Linked DNA regions of Mus musculus: all the other regions are linked to region 2. Evidence: chromatin contacts called from public promoter capture Hi-C data. All regions are on one chromosome and are shown on one strand. Each heading gives the region's core, a stretch centred on a gene start, on an enhancer-like site or on the middle of the called end of the contact. The rest is flanking DNA. Distances are from core to core; before and after follow the strand shown. Region 1 holds the start of Cyp17a1 (cytochrome P450, family 17, subfamily a, polypeptide 1). Region 2 holds the start of Elovl3 (elongation of very long chain fatty acids (FEN1/Elo2, SUR4/Elo3, yeast)-like 3). Region 3 holds the start of Borcs7 (BLOC-1 related complex subunit 7).

Region 1 (2,700 bases), core at 70-2,569, 540 kb before region 2:
CAACAGGGTGGTGGACCTCATGGCCTACATGGCCTTCAAGGAGTAAGAAACCCTGGACCACCCACCCCAGCAAGGACACTGAGAGCAAGAGAGAGGCCCTCGGTTGCTGAGGAGTCCCTAGCCCAACTCTGAGCATCTCCCTCACAATTTCCATCCCAGACCCCCATAATAACAGGAGGGGCCTAGGGAGCCCTCCCTACCCTCTTGAATACCATCAATAAAATTCGCTGCACAATACATATATATATATATATATATATATATATATATATATATATACGCCTAAAATGTAAACTTTTGCTGTTGATCTTGAGTGGGCCATAGTGTTTTATAGCCCAGGGTGACTTCAGACTTCCTATGAAACTGAGGCTGGCCCAACCCTCCTGTGTCTGCTGGGATTACAGCTGAGTATTGGCATTGCCGTCCCTAAAATGTACCTTTAAAAATGATTAAAGAGGCAGAGAGATGGCTCAAATGTAATAAATTTTTAAAATGACAATTAAAATGTTACTCTGTAATTTTTGTGTTTAAGATACTAGTTAGATATTTTATATGATTTTTAACTAGTGTTTTATTATTTTATAGGCATGAGTGTTTTACCTGCATGTATGTATGCAGACCGTGTGTGTTGGGGGTGCTTTCAGGGGCCAGAAGGTGCTTTCCTGGAACCAGAGGTACAGAAAGTTGTGAGCTACCATGTCAGTGCTGGGAATCTAACCTGGGTCTTCTGGAAGAGCAACGAGGCATCTTGACTGCTGAGCCATCTCTCCAGCTCTTAGTTAAAGTATTTTAAATGATGCATTTTACGTTTTATACATAGTAACATGACAAAATCATTTATTTCCAGAAAATATTAAATAGCCCATTCAAGAGAATGTACCTAGAAAGTAACCAAGCTATTTGAACAGAGACCTGCAATGGCCCTTGAGCTGATGTTCTGTGTACCTGAAAGCCTATGACTTCTGGATTCTTATCATCACTGCCTTGTGTGACCTTATGCAAACTAACCCTAAAAGACCTCTCTCTCCTCAACTATCAGATAATAAGACTGAAGTCTCTTTGACAGCTTTGGCTAGCTGCAACCTGATGACATTAATTATTAACTGTGCAGCACTTTTGACATTACAGCACGCACTCTGAAACCTTGATCTTAATCTGATAGCATTTGCCTCTGGGAGGATCCATAGCGCAGAAGCCCCAGGGAGATGACCAACTCTCTGCTCTTTAGCCAGCTCCTCCTCCAGGAGTTCGTCCTTAATCTGAGCCAGCCCTTGTGGAGGCCAAATTCCCTCTCCTCTCCCTTTTCTGGGTGAGGACTCAGGCTTGGAGACACTCCAGGATAAACTTCTGCAGGCCAAGAGATAACACGTCTTCAAGGTGACAATCAGAAACGCCTTTTAAAAGTTCTCCTTCTCTGCTGAAATTGCTGTAGCTTCTCCACTCCACAGCTGGCCATCTGCCTACACCTGGCTGCCATGTGGGAACTTGTGGGTCTCTTGCTGCTCATCCTGGCCTATTTCTTTTGGCCCAAGTCAAAGACACCTAATGCCAAGTTCCCCAGGAGCCTTCCATTCCTGCCCCTGGTGGGTAGTCTACCGTTTCTCCCCAGACGTGGTCATATGCATGCCAACTTCTTCAAGCTGCAGGAAAAGTATGGTCCCATCTATTCTCTTCGCCTGGGTACCACAACTGCAGTGATTGTCGGTCACTATCAGCTGGCCAGAGAAGTGCTCGTGAAGAAGGGGAAAGAATTCTCTGGTCGGCCCCAGATGGTAAGCAGTGCCAACCCTCCTCTTCCTCGGTCCCTGGGGTTGTACAGTTCTTATTTCTTTCAAAATCAGACTTGTGGGACTGCTCCCTCAAGACCCTACCGAACCTCTAAACTGGGAAGGAGGAATTAACGGGAAAACCCTTGAATGGCTTGTCTAGCAAGATGGTGCAGGGACCTGCAGAGCTGAGAAGCCTGTATGCCACTCACCTTCCCCTCTATGATACGATAATCATTCTAGAATATCCAGGCAAAGCCTTTAGCCCAGACCCAGAGCTAAAGTTCTCTATAAGTGTGACATTGTTGGGAAATAGGGCAGTGATTGCATCCTCCACCAGAAGATGCTTGGAGAAGCGGCTGGCATCATGGAGGGCTAGGACTGCAGTTTCTCTTATATGGCTTTGGCTCACAGATAGCTGGGGGAATATTACAGGGGGAGAGGGGACAAGGGACAGGGACATACAGTAGTATCTTGGGGCATCTGTTCTCATTTGTGCTGACTGTTGAGTAGCCATCCTACAAACACCACCTGTGCTCCCATGACCCTGTTGCAAGTGTTCCCCTGGGTACCCCGATAGAGGACGACCAGCCTCAGCTTTTAACAGGCCAAAACAAATTCCTTTTCCATGCGCTGGTCAGCCAGCGTGGCTGCCCAACTGCCAGGCTCTCTCAGGTTTGGGTTCCTCTCAGAAGCAAAGGAATAAACTGGGCCAGGTGACGGCAGCACACGCCTTTAAGGCTAGCACTTGGGAGGCAGAGGCAGAGGCAGGTAAATCTCTGGGTTTGAGGGCAGCCTGGTCTTGCCAATGCTATACGGGGAGAAGGAAGGAAGGAAGGAAGGAAGGAAGGAAGGAAGGAAGGAAGGGAATAAAACCATCACCACCACCCTGTGAATAAGAGACTAGCCTGGTGGGTTTTGGGGAGAGTCGGGG
Region 2 (2,700 bases), core at 185-2,684:
TGAGAAACCCTCAGGGTAAAATGGAGATGTAAGGACTAAAGAACAGGCAGAGAGCATGGGGTGGAGGACTAACTTACCTGAATATTGCCAGGAAGAAGGACCAGAGGATGAGAGGCCTCTGCAAGCTGAAGCTCTTCCGCGTTCTCATGTAGGTCTGGCCAACAACGATGAGCAACAGATAGACGACCACTATGAGAAATGAGCTTACCCTGGAGGGCAGAAAACAGATGGATTCACAGTGGGCGTTGCTTAAAAGAATGCCCGCTCATCTCCCAAAGGGGCTCCTTTATACTAGAGCTTCAGCAGTATGATGCTTTGGTTTCCTTATCTTTATGGGGTAGTGGGGTGCCTTGGCAGTATTCACAGATCTAAAGTACCTAGCACAGGGCACATTTGAGATTTCTGTAATTATGACTTTGTCAATGAGGTCTCAATGAAGGTGACAGTTGTCTGCCCCCAGCCAAGAACTACTCTGTCCAAACCTGTGGTGTAAGATAGTGTAGCAACATCTGACTGACTTATGGCAAGACGAGATTGAACAACAAAGTCACCCCACCAAACACGTCTGGGACGATTTAGGGCTAAGACAGAAAGCCTCAGGAAAGCTTTGACAGGGTTCCCATTTTTGTGTTATCTTGACATCAGAGAAGATGACACACTAAGGGAACATGATAATTGTGTGTGGGACACGCTAATCCTAGGTGCCCACACAGGAAGGCTCGCTTGGGCTCTCGGGCTCTCTCTCTCTCTCTCTCTCTCTCTCTCTCTCTCTCTCTCTCTCTCTCTCTCTGTGTGTGTGTGTGTGTGTGTGTGTGTGTGTCTGTGTATGTGTCTGTGTGTCTGTGTCTGTGTGTGCCTCTCTGTCTCTCTCTGAGAGTCAACTAAAAAAACCGCTTCATTCCGGTCAATCTCTCCTCAGCTATAGTTCCCATTTTTTCCCTTTGTTTTTGTCTCCTCCCACATCCCTCTCTCCAACTTCTCATTTCTGAGCCCTTTCTTCTAGAGCTAATCTCTTAAAGGGGTATCTTAAAAGAGGGGGCGGGGCAGGGGAATCGGAGCTAGTACCGGGGCGGGCGCGTCGTCGGAGACTTTACAGGCATTCATTCCCTGTCTCCATTTCCCTCAAAGCAGTTGGTCCTTCCCCATCACCAGGTCTCACCAGTACTCCTCCAAAAAGGGCCTTAAGTCCTGAAACGTCTCGAAGTCATAGGGTTGCATCAGGTCCATTTTTAACCCGCGTGAGAAATTCATGGATGTGTCCATTTCGATTTTGCAGACGACGAGTTACAGAGCTTGGGGTAGGGAGCTGGGCGAGAGCCAAAGAAGTAGAAGATGGAGTGGGTCTCAGGGACGAAGAAACCCAGGACAGAAAGAAATTGTGTATAAGCAGAAGGGCCCCGGAGCCTGGCACGTGCGCTGCTAACCAGCCCGCTCGCGCTGCAGTGACCGTGCCTGCCGTATATATATCCCCAATTACTAAACTGGGAACCCAGGCGGTGCAAGGCCAGCTCCCGCCCTCAGCAGTTATCCAATCTTAGCCAAGGGACATCTCTGTCCCGCCCCTGGACCTCCTCCTCTCTGACTGATCAGTCTCAGGGGCACCTCCCCTAAGAACCAAGTTTGCCCCAAATCCGTTCCCCCCACCCGCCTCCTTCCTTCCTTTCTTTCTCTTTCTTTCTTTCTTTCTTTCTTTCTTTCTTTCTTTCTTTCTTTCTTTCTTTCTTTCTAAATTCCACCAGCTGCTCTAGGTTGACTCATAAGCACACCCCCTCCCCCCTCCCCCCCCCCCGCGCCCCAATCCTTGATTTCACCGAGTACCCAGGCAGACCAGTCTACCTCTGACACAGTCACCTGTAGCCTCTGCCTCCTTTTGCGTTAATCTTCACCTACTTGGCCCTGACGAGCAAGCGGAGGGACTCTTGGCTTCTGGTGCACACTTCCAGATATGGGGTCGACAGTTTCCTTGGGAAACCCAGGCTGGAATAAGGAAGACCAAGCTGGACCATAAGGAAGACGGCTCTGACCACTTCTGTCTTTGGATCTGTGCTTGTAGGAGGAGGGGAATGGATGTAATGAATTTTACTGTTGGGTTGTTGTTGTTAATATTTGAGGAGGCGGCAATTCAGGCTGTTACAGTTTCTTTATAGTTTCCGGAACTGTCTCGTCTGACGCCCAGTAAAAATGTTGGAGAGAAAAATGGGGTCACCCTCTGGGCTCCTTGTCCTCAGGTGCAGGAGAAGCCTGGAAGGGTTTAAAGTAGGTGGTGACCCAGTGAACTTCCTTAGGCTTACAGTTCCCCTTCCCAGTCTGAACGTATCCAATTGAATCTGCTCCTTCACCAAGGCATCTAGTCCCAGTGAACAAAAAATACTTAGAAACTGGGAAGCCTTTACCTGGCTGTCCCTTGTTTCTTTCTTGGCTTTAAGAAAGTGAAGGAAAACCAGAAGGCTTGAAAACAGTTGAGAGGAGATGGGGATCTATAGAACAAGTGCAAAGAAAACTAAGAACTATTTGAGGTGGTGAAGAGCTGACTCAGTGACTATGAGCACTCGTGTAAGCATTAGGACCCGAGTGCAGAACCTAACACCCCATAACCAGCCTGCACCCTGTCCTGCCCACTGTATGTGGGAACAGAGACAAGACTGTTGGGGCTTCCAGGCTGCCAGCCTAGGGGAAAATCACAAACCCTGGGTTCACTGA
Region 3 (2,700 bases), core at 126-2,625, 560 kb before region 2:
AGGAACTCTGTGCAACCATGATAAAGTGTCAAATGGTGAAACCATGATTTGCATAATTTATATCTGCAAAAAAAAAAGCAATATAACAATTCTTTAATTTCTTCAAACTTTCCCCTGACACAGATTCCTAAAAGCAACGTGTCAGATGGGACCACATGCAAAACATGTCACCAGAGATCATCAGGTCAGCAATGTCAACAGCTGTTATACAGTAAGGGCGAGCACTTCTTGTAATGGGATTTTTATTTTGTTTTGCAGCCACTGTCAGTGAAAGCCAGCTCTTGCTACACTGCAGGTTTAAAGTAATATAAGTCAGATGTTGTGAACATCCATGCACAGATCCAAAGGCCTGAGAACATAGTGTGTCATTATTGCAACTACATAGGAAAGCAGGTGCCGTTCCTATGAAAACTAAGTTGGAAACGGTAACCACTTGCCGAAGGGTTACTAAGGTAGGGGTTACTAAGGAAGGTGAAATTGGAAGTTTTCTAAGCAGTCCCTTCTGTATCCCAGGTCTCTTGAGAGCTCAGACTAAGGTGTGCCCATTAGGCACCGCCATACGTTTAATTTTCCATTAGTAAATACATACCAAAGACGAGGTCATTGCATCTCATATGCCCGTTTACCTGTCCATGAGCGTGTGAGTTGTCTCATGAGGAAAAGTGTATGAACATGTACGTGTCTTTGTGTGGGCACACGGTTTCTCTAGGGCAGATAACGACCTCAACAAGCAGCGTGTACGTGTCATCAAATCATTCCATTCATAGAATCGGATGGAGGATGGAGAAAGGGGGAGGAGATGGTAGGGCAAAAGAAAAAGCTTGTCTAGGAAACAGTGAAGAGCTTGGCCAGAAATATAAAGAATAAACCCACAAAGAGAGAGGTGTAAGAAATCTTGGAAGTTGAGGCCATCGCCAAGCCGAGATTCGAAAAGCGACTGATGTTCACTACAGACGCCCATGAACACAAACAGGCACTGTGTAGGAGCCGCAGCTCATCTGCCCGCCTGTGCTTCTCCCCTTCCCACCCATCATCTCTTCCAACTACAAGCATTCAACCTAAACTGAAGAAACTCACCCAGAATGCAACACGCGCCTGGGCCAAAAGCCTACACTCCCCAGGATGCAATGCGCCGCCTCTCCCGGAGCCAGCGCTGGGAGGAGGACTGGGCCCGGGGAGCCCACGCCCCGCTCACCTCGGAGCTCCGCGAGCCTTTCAGCACCTGCTTGGTGAGCGCGATTACATCGGTGCCACAGGTGTTCACCTTCTCCGTGAGAAGCCCCTTCACGGACTGACCAAATCGGGCTTGCGAATCCGGCGTCCCAGTCGCCATCACCTCAACTAGCGATCACCCGCAGCCGGACGACGGCGAGTCCCTGGGGCCAAAAGAGACGCAACCGTCCAATCGTGCGAAGAGGAAGGACCGCATGCGCTTAGCTCAAACTGCTTACTAAAATTACTTAAAATGTTCAGTTGATGGACATGGAAGGAGGATACCGTTTAGGCAGGCTACCCTGGAGGGGATAGAATATAATTTAGGTGAATCTCTAGTTTAGAGTCAGAAGATCTGGATAGCATCCCAAGGAGTGATGTGGCTACAAATTACTCAACCCCTGTGTCTTCTGTTATCTGTTTTAGGGCCAGCACTGCGTTACCTAGGCACATTAATACAACTCTGTCAGAAGTTCAGGGTCTTTCTTGGCTGTATAGCAAGTGGAGGCCGACCTGTGATACATGAGACCACATCTATAAAATAAAATATCTATAAAATAAAATAGAGACCCTGTTCAATTCTAACATATTTTATTGAAATTAGCAAAGGGCACAGGCCAAAGAAAATGAAATTCAAATGACTAAGGTAAAGAAATGTCAACATCATTAAATTCTGTGTGTGTGTGCGTATGTGTTTTCAAGACAGGGTTTCTCTGTGTAGTCCTGACTGTAGACTAGGCTGGCCTCAAACTCACGGAGATCCATCTATGTGTGCCACCACCACCTGGCTTTTTTTTTTTTTTTTAATCATTAGTAGTTTGTATTTATGAATAGCCTTTTAATTAAAACTCTGCTTATAATTACTTTGGAAGCAAGTCCTACTATGATGTTAGGTCCCTGGAGTATACCCTTTGAAGGGATATTGTGATCCTGGTCCCTTTTTGTCTCTCTTTCCATCCCGACCTTGGAGTGAACAACCCTCCACCACATGGTGCACTGTGGTGCCATAATCCCAAAGCAATGGAGTCAAATGATGTACACTGGGACCTCTGAAAGAAGTGGATAGCAATAGGAACTTGAAAATCCTAAATTGAGAGTCTGTAGAGGTTGGTTAAAAAAAAAAAGTTCATCCAAGAAAATTCTTGGGCTGGAGGATGGCTCACTGACTGCACTTCCAGAGGTCCTGAGTTCAATTCCCAGCAACCACATGGTGGCTCACAACCATCTGTAATGGGATCTGATGTCCTCTTCTGGTGCATCTGAAGGCAGCTACCGTGTACTCACCTAAATAAAATAAATAAATCTTTAAAAAAGAGGAAAAAGAAAAAAAATTCAAACAAAATTTTACTGTAGGTCAGCTCTGCTTTCTGTACATTTGTTTACTTATAGTTTATTTCTTATTTTTATTTTATTTATAAGTATGTGCCTGCCTATCTGTTTGTGTACCATGTGGACGCGTGTGCCTTTGAAGGCCAGAAGAGGGTGTTT

The links. Promoter capture Hi-C pulls out the DNA fragments that hold promoters and counts their contacts.
Region 1: a contact with region 2 is called in a promoter capture Hi-C map of pre-B cells, with 2.4 times the contacts expected there. The contact joins the promoter of Cyp17a1 here to the promoter of Elovl3 in region 2. A contact is called at or near these places in 1 of 39 promoter capture datasets (pre-B cells) and 1 of 9 other capture datasets (liver).
Region 3: a contact with region 2 is called in a promoter capture Hi-C map of pre-B cells, with 2.8 times the contacts expected there. The contact joins the promoter of Borcs7 here to the promoter of Elovl3 in region 2. A contact is called at or near these places in 2 of 39 promoter capture datasets (pre-B cells and stem cell-derived epiblast-like cells) and 1 of 115 datasets of contacts at active chromatin or transcription factors (pancreatic cancer cells).

The regions. Positions count from the first base shown.
Region 1 is chr19:46,671,619-46,674,318 of GRCm38.p6, reverse strand. Cyp17a1 (cytochrome P450, family 17, subfamily a, polypeptide 1) reads left to right here and starts at 1,319. Exons shown (of 8, transcript NM_007809.3): 1 at 1,319-1,772. The coding sequence starts at 1,476. All of the region lies in intron 1 of Gm41857 (predicted gene, 41857), which reads right to left. It also overlaps the pseudogene Gm6967. RefSeq lists a cis regulatory region at 1,079-1,178 and a promoter at 402-1,451.
Region 2 is chr19:46,130,633-46,133,332 of GRCm38.p6, reverse strand. It overlaps Elovl3 (elongation of very long chain fatty acids (FEN1/Elo2, SUR4/Elo3, yeast)-like 3), which reads right to left and starts at 1,434. Exons shown (of 4, transcript NM_007703.2): 1 at 1,160-1,434; 2 at 78-209. The coding sequence starts at 1,263.
Region 3 is chr19:46,688,581-46,691,280 of GRCm38.p6, reverse strand. It overlaps Borcs7 (BLOC-1 related complex subunit 7), which reads right to left and starts at 1,375. Exons shown (of 5, transcript NM_025563.3): 1 at 1,196-1,375. The coding sequence starts at 1,333.